Linked DNA regions of Mus musculus: region 2 is linked to region 1. The links are chromatin contacts, called in public Hi-C maps. All regions are on one chromosome and are shown on one strand. Each heading gives the region's core, a stretch centred on a gene start, on an enhancer-like site or on the middle of the called end of the contact. The rest is flanking DNA. Distances are from core to core; before and after follow the strand shown.

What was found. A called contact is a pair of places that touch in the nucleus more often than the background predicts.
Region 2: a contact with region 1 is called in a Hi-C map of uterus, with 2.7 times the contacts expected there. The contact joins two enhancer-like sites. A contact is called at or near these places in 1 of 15 datasets of contacts at CTCF or cohesin (CD8 T cells), 13 of 484 Hi-C or Micro-C datasets (CD4 T cells, brain, cerebellar granule neurons and 6 more) and 2 of 115 datasets of contacts at active chromatin or transcription factors (bone marrow-derived macrophages and embryonic stem cells).

Annotation. Positions count from the first base shown.
Region 1 is chr13:44,304,593-44,308,470 of GRCm38.p6, forward strand. No RefSeq gene overlaps it. Among named protein-coding and RNA genes, the nearest start is that of Gm29676, 46 kb to the left of the region's middle. Within about 2 kb of position 2,044, at least 86 of the 459 cell types and tissues checked have an H3K27ac peak or open chromatin away from gene starts, as enhancers often do. A contact at or near this core is called in muscle stem cells and uterus, where this site is marked.
Region 2 is chr13:44,381,693-44,385,570 of GRCm38.p6, forward strand. The region is part of intron 2 of Gm33958 (a long non-coding RNA gene); the gene reads right to left. Among named protein-coding and RNA genes, the nearest start is that of Gm33958, 17 kb to the right of the region's middle. Within about 2 kb of position 1,774, at least 9 of the 459 cell types and tissues checked have an H3K27ac peak or open chromatin away from gene starts, as enhancers often do. A contact at or near this core is called in muscle stem cells and uterus, where this site is marked.

The sequences.
Region 1 (3,878 bases), core at 794-3,293:
CACAGAAAGCAACCCAGGAAGAATCACGACCCTGCTTTCTCCTCCCTCTGGCAGCCTTTCTGTTGGGCCCAACTTTGTTAGAGTCCGAGAACAAAGCAGAGATGGGGCTTTCAGGGGTTCAGTAGCTGAGCTCCAGCAGCATAAAAGAAGCATAGTTTGGAGTCGAGAGGCAGTAACTTTATCACTGACACTAACAGAATGAGTCAAGAAGGCCCCGGAAGATTTTTACACAAGAATCCAACGAAGGCTGACTCAGTCTTGACAGCTGTGAGCAAAAGGTTGGGTATCTGTATTATAGGAATCCTACTGATAGCTGGAGTGTAGGCTGTGACAAGGAGGAGGAGGAGGAAGAGGAGGAGGAGGAGGAGGAGGAGGAGGAGGAGGAGGAGGAGGAGGAAGATTCCAGAGTCACTCCCACACTTTAGCCTGATCAAGAAAATGTGGTGGAGAAGCACAGAGTGACCAGGAAAAGCTCTAATTGCTGAGGAACTAGATACACAATAGTGTAGATCAGAATAATGTATAGAGACCCACCCAACCATAGAGAGAGGATTAGATGAGGTCACCAGAACTGTGTCCACACCGCTCCCCAGGTGAAATGGCTAGGAATGACATCTGGTGTCAGAAGACTGTGGACTTAAATTTCAGATCCCAGTCACCCACTGCTCTGACTTGAATGTGAACCGCTCTTCATAGGCTTGTGTGTTTGAACGTTGGTCTCCAGCTGGTGGCGCTGTTGTGAGATCTTCCGAAGATGGAGCCCTGCATCATCAGGGGTGGGCCTTGAGGTTCGGTAGCACAGCCCCACTTCCTCCTGTTCTCCCTCTGCTTCCCCAAGTTCCTCCCACCAAGTCTTCCCCACTATAATGGCCTGTATCTCCTCTGGAACAGTAAGTCAAATAGTCTTTTTGTCAAAATGACTTGGCTTGTGTGAGGAAGGTGTGCAGTCATGGAGGGAAAACTCTCATGCCAGTGCCTGCCATACACTAGAGATCCAGACAGCAAGCATCACAGAAGGAAAAAAGGGAAGTTGGTAGAAGGGAGGGAGGAGAGAGGGATGGACGGAGGAAGGAAAGCTACAAATACATTCTAAGAAGACATTATCAGTGTTAGGTATCAAACCAAGGACAAGTCTCACTCAATACCTGTGGCTCCGCCCAGCTTTCCCAGCATCCCTCAGTACCTAGGGCTCCTCCCAGCTCTCCCAGCATCCCTCAGTACTCGTGTCTCCTCCCAGCATTCCTCAGTACATGTGGCTCCTCCCAGCACTTCTCACCTCACTCCCTACCATAAACCTTTCTCTTCCAGGGGCTGGGCTTCCCTTCCCCCCAGCTTTAGGTCTCTATATAACTTGGCCATTTTGGCTACCCCTATCTCACAGTCTGAGTTGCCTCTCTTGCTCTCTCCTCTCCTCTCCTCTCCTCTCCTCTCCTCTCCTCTCCTCTCCTCTCCTCTCCTCTCCTCTCCTCTCCTCTCCTCTCCTCTCCTGGTCCGTTTTAGTAGGCCAACCATGTTCACCCTGGACCCTTCGCTCTGCCTGCTTTCTCCCTTATATCTACAATAAAAATCTCCGTAGTCTAGAAGTAGTCACGTCTTCCTCTTTTATTTCATTCCTTTTTTTTCCCCCCCATTCCATCAGCAAATCCTTTAAAATACCCGAACTGAGTCTTCAGGCAAGCCCAAGAGAGCAACGGAAACCTCGCCAGGAGATGAACTTTTAGGACACGAGGTTGTTAGTCACATGTATGCTGCAGATGACTCAAAAATAAACACTGCCCTGTGACAGCTCTGGGCCTGGAGCTCTGATGCCACTCCCTCCAAGCTAGCCTGGGAACCAAGTCCCCTCCGCCATTGAGAGCTGGCCTCTCACTCCTCACATGGCATGGACTTTCCTTCCAAGAGCTCAGCTACATGGTTATGTAAGGCTCTCCTGTATTCCTGGGCCAAGAACTGAGTCAGCCGCCTGCTTAGATAGGTCAGTTCAGGAAACCAAACCACACAGCCCGGGAGGTAGAGAAGCCAGTGAACCTGCTGCGAGCTGGCTGTCCTCGGGGGCAGCCAGAACGCCTCCTTCTGACCCGGGAGTGTGGAATCCAAGCCTCTCTGCAGGTCAGGCCGAAGGACCTTTGAACCAAGACTCTCTGTGGCCGCGTTGTTTAGGGATCAAAACTGTTCACTTGGCTCCTCTGACAACCTTTTCCCACACAAGCATGCAATACTTTCACAGTACCAAAACCCTCACTGTCTAAAGACTCCATTCCAAACAGCTGTTCCTGGAGGCTGAGAGAACCTTCTAGAACAGCTGTTCTCAGCCTGGCTGAGTCGATGCCTCTGGAGATGGGCCCAGAGAATTGAGGAGGAACAATTTAAGTTCTTCAAGTGTTTGGGCTGTGTGTTTTAGAACTCGCCATTGGAGATTTTCAGTGATGCTAAAGCTATCACTGGTCTGGGTAAAGATACATCAGACGTGATTATCACAACGCTCAGGTCCTTTCCTTCCTCTCGCCTCCATCCCTGACAATAACCAGGACAAACCAGATCCCTAACCTTGCTTGGTCTCTCAACCTCAGGGTTAACTGAAGCTGGGTCCCCTCCAACACCCTTCTGTTATCCTCTGAACCTAAACACAGCCCAAAGAGAACTGTGACAGAGTTGGGAGTCTTGAAAGTCTGATGATAGACGCCAAGCCATTCGGAAGGATCCTGCTACAAAAACAGGCCGTCGGGGAAAGACGGAGAATGCGTTCCCACTAGGGAAGAAGCCCCTGCAGGATAGAATGCCCTCTCTTTTGTTCTAGCATCTTCTGCAATGGTCTGGAGAGACGCTTCAGTATAGTGCTTTCCTTACAAGCACAAGTACTCGAGTTCGATTCCTAGAACCCATCTTTGGGGTGAGGGAGCTGCCAGGCATGTGTGATCCCAAAGCTAAGGAGGTGGAAACAGGAAAGTTCCTGGAGCTGACCAGCCAGACAGCCTACCTTACCGGGTAAGTAACAAGCCAGAGAAAGACTGTGAACCACTCCTGGGGAATGACCATCAAGTGTGCTCACGCACAGACACAAAAGCCACTTCTGGCTTGCTCAGCACTTTACACAGTCTCAGGGGCCCAGCAGAAGCTTCCAAGGAATGGACAGGAATGGCCACTGCAAATAGAAGATCTGTCTGCAAGAGGTCGCACTTTAACTTGTCTGCCACCAATTGGTTTAAAATAAAGTGCCACAGGTAACTGCAGCATTTCACCGGTTTTTTTGGTTTTTTTTTTTTGTTTTGTTTTTTGTTTTTTGTTTTTTTTTTTTAGGAAAAACAACAGCAATGGTTCCTCTTGCCTAGCCCAGGATCCATCCCTAGGACTGAAAAGAAGGGGGAGCTGGAGAGGAGAGGGGGAATATGATAGAGGATGTGATGAAGAGCCAGCCAGCCTCCTTTCTTTCTCTGTGCCTCAGTTTCCCTACCAAATTCGGACATCTGAACCCCATTCACTGGAAGCTAAGTGGAGCTTCAGCCGTCCCAATTTTCAACAATTCACATGTTCCCCCCCACACACACACACACCTCACAAGCCCCTCCCCCACTTTTTTTTCCCCTTTTGATTCATTCCCGAAAGCTTCTATTATCAATCACTGCATGAGGTAAATTTTCAAATCAGCAGTCAGGGTTTTTAAGCCGCATGACTCCTATTACAGGCAAAAGGAAGCAGGTGACCAACACCAACGCAATCTCAAAAATCCACACTGCGGGCGGGCGGGAGGGCGGGCCTTCCTCCGTTCATTCCCTCATTTCCATGGCTTGCATCAAGGATGGGTTTTTAACAAAGCCTTTCCTGAGGAAGGCGCTACCATTCACAGGGGGCCGAAGGGAACAAGGAAGAGAAAACAGGGA
Region 2 (3,878 bases), core at 524-3,023, 77 kb after region 1:
GGCCTTAAGGCATCAACGCAACCTTGTTTCCCCCAATGTTATAAAAATTTATATTACCGTCCAATCATTTTTTCCTATTGCAATACTGGCATACACTTGGAGAAACTCGGCAATCTGGTTTCCATCATGACCTCAGCCAGAGGACTCAATAAACTTGACTCAAGTTCTCTGTTTACCTCATTCGCTTGTCGTCCCCTTCATTGAAATTCCACTTGGTTCAATGACCTCTCGGTTTTTTCCCTACTTTGCCTGCTGGTATTGTCCATCCATCAAGGTCCATGACCCTCCACTAGGGGCAGTTCATTTCCACAGTCCCTTTTGGGATTCACAGTTCACATTTGCATATAAAAAGGCAGTCACCAGCCTGACCAAAAAATAGCTTCCATTGTCTGCTCTTCAAATGAGTCTAAATAGAATCTTAGACATTTGGAGCTGAAAGAGCCCTGAGAGATCACCCAGCCATTCTTCTAACTTTATAAATAAAAGAGCAGATCTATGGGATTCTGTGACTTGACAGGGAAAATAACACAACCAGGTTTTCTGAGTCCAGTCCACAGCCAGAGGAGGTGGTTGGAGCATCCTTCAAGCTCAAGGTATGTGAGATGAAGCCACAGTAGACAATAAATGCGATGATGTCTCAAGGAGTGAGATCAGAGATCCCTCTCAGAGATGCTGTCTTGGTGGGGACGGACTCAGAAGTGAGAAAGATTTTAAGGAAGTGGCATCAGGAGAGACCTCTCCATTCACTGGGCAGGAGGAGGCTTAGGAGGCCAACCTAATTCCCATTCTTCCTTTAAACAGCTGAAAGCTCCTAACAGCCCTGCACCCCATCGGGCAAATGACAGACAGAACAATTGTCTTGTGGTCCCCTTAGAGCACACTTTGAGATTCCGTGATTCAAGTCTTTTCTTTTAAATTATTCTGCCTTCATCTTTAGCATCTCTTCTCTTGGGAGTTTATTGTTTGCGACAACCTATGTAGCCTCAAATTCAAGATCCTCCTGCCTCAGCTCTCCAAATACTGGGATCTAAGGTATAAAGCACCTACCCTGCCACCTTCTCTCTGATTTTAAACACACGAACCACCAACTCTTGCTCAGGAACCCTTTATTCCACGAGCATTCAGGTCTTGTCTGGAAGGGTGGGGGGATTTTTCTTTTGTTTTGTTTTGTCCTGAGTGTTAAGTCTCCTCAAGATTCTTAAATATAAACATCATTTTAAAGTATTAATAAGCTAGAGAAGGCCTCATGGTATAACCTAGTAATCTCTGCTACTTGAGAGGCTGAGGCAAAAGGACTGGAAATTCAAGGCCTACCTGAGCTCTGAAGCATGGTCAAGAACAGCTCAGGTAACTTAGTGAGACCTTAAAGAAAAAGTATTTACACACACACACACACATCACACACATCACACACACACACACACACACACACACACATCACACACATCACACATACATACATGAATGTAAGTTAGCAATAGAGTACTTGTTTACCATAAGTGGGTTCAAACCTCAACACACACAAACACACACACACACACACACACACACACACACACACACGATAAAAGAAAACCAACCCAAGTGTTCATGGACACTGCTCTGGTCTTAAACCAATATCAAATCCCACTCCCCTCCTGGAATCCCTGAAAGCATATAGCTTTTTATTTGCTAAGTTCTATCATGTGTTCTATTTCTGTAGCAAGACCTAGGACTCTCAGCAATTGCAAGTTCCTGGGACAGCACCGTGACTCCATCTGGTTGTCTCTGCCACAGCATGCAGCAGTACCAAATCACAGCGGCCTCCCCTTAAAGGGACAGCAGGCTCTCCTGCTTCAAGTCTGTGAGATTGCTTTAAAACACCAGTGTTCAACTGTTGCATGTATTTAAAGAACGTCCGTGGCCCCCAGAACCTCTGGGCGCGAGTACAAAATACTGTTCCGAGGGGAGCCCGCAGCAGCTCTCAGTGTTCTACTTGCTGTTCATTATCACGCTTTAACCAGCGAGACAGAGAGCGTCAACAAGGACCAACTATAAGAAACATATGATCCTTGTTCACACTTACATAAAATAGTGACAGTGCTGTTAGTAATTAGTCACCAGATCCTCTCTGCTTTGTTCTTTGGCATTAGTAATACGCCACATGAAGTTTTACACCAAATTAACATGACTCCCATTTGACTGTTTCGGAACACTTTGAAAATGTGCTGACTCCCTTTCTACAGGAAGAGATGCGTCTGGCTGAAGATGGGCTCTTGGATTGCTTGCTTCCGGCCTCGAGAACAGAGAGATCCCTTTCAGCCTGGCCCATAAAGATCCAGAGCCATACTGTCCTGGCTTGATGGCCTTTGGTGAAGGAGCTTGTCTAACACTGATAGCAGAAGCTATGTTGCTCTGCCTGGGGAACATAGTGAGATGGCTCAGCGGGTGAAGGCTGCCCACCGAGCCTGAATCCTGAGTTTGATATCAAGAATCCATGTGACTAGAGAGGAGAACTGACTCCCAAACCTTGTCTTCTGACCTCCACATGTGTTCTGTGAAATGGGTGTACTCAGGCAGGGACTCACACACCTAATGCTAAATAAATGGTATTTTTAAACTTTATTAACATTAATCCATCAAATAGTCATCTTAACAGATAAAAGAGATGAAGATAAATTCAGGCTATCGAAAGGACAGTTGCATCACTGGGACTCAGTTCTGCTCCATGGTCAGCTTGAGGACAGAAACATGAACCAGCATGCGTGGGATTAATGTTAAGCTGCTTTGTCATCAATGCTAAATCTGTTGATTCAGGTTTTGATTTCCTGTCTGTACAAAGCCATGTGTGGTAGCACAGGCCCGTTACACCAGTACTTGAAAGAATGAGTGGGAAGATTACACAGTTGAGGACCAACCTGAGATGCATGGTGAGTTAGAAGAGCTTGGACCACATAACTGGAAAAGAGAAAAGAAGGAAGGAAAGAAGGAAGGGAAGAAGGAAGGAAGAAAGGGAAAGGATGGTTATCCATTGACATCCAAACTCCTTATGACAGTGAATAGAATGGTAAATATATAGATAACTTCCATTTTAAAGAAAGAAAAATACTTTGGAGATTTGTGAGGATTCAACAGGATCCCAAACTTAGCTTCACATTCTGTTGCCAGAGAGTTGGTTTTTACATTAAGTAAAGGGGAAAACTGTCGCAGGATTTTCCCTGTCCAATTACATTAGTGCAGGGCAGGTCTGTGATTGGACAGGGAAAAGGGAGGCAGAGTTAAGAGTTGCTCAGACAGGGAGTGACTCAGGGTAGGAGAAGAAGGAAGATGGCTGCGGACATGAACCCACATGGTGTTTGCTAGCCACAAGTAGCTATGATTTCACAAGGCTAGAAATATTGGGATAAAGCTTTTATCATTATCAATTGGCTCTGAAATTATTTTATTGGCTTCTTGTAAATTGTGATTTTATTGATACTTAAATCTGATTGGTTAATTATGCTTTAAGAGTCTTGATTTTATCTGGTTACTGGGTATTGTGACATGCAACTATGAGGTTGGCGGTTCCAGTTAGCTACTGGAGTGTGGGATTGCTGACTACATGGGTTTCTGGCTGAGGAAGAACCAGGAGCTCCCTGGACAAGCAAGCATGGTCCAGCCCCTCAGAGAGATGGCAGGCTTGTTTTTAATATTTCCCACAACCGAAAATGGATTGTAGTGACACATGCTTCTAATCTCAACACTCAGGAGGATTGAGAGTTAAAAGCCAGCCTAGGCTACATAGTATGATCTTGTAAAACAAAGCCACAAAACCCCATTCACCCAAGTTTAATTCACTTTATCTTACAAATGGCCCAGTAGACAAAAATGTATATAATTTTTATGGATTTTTCTTGTTT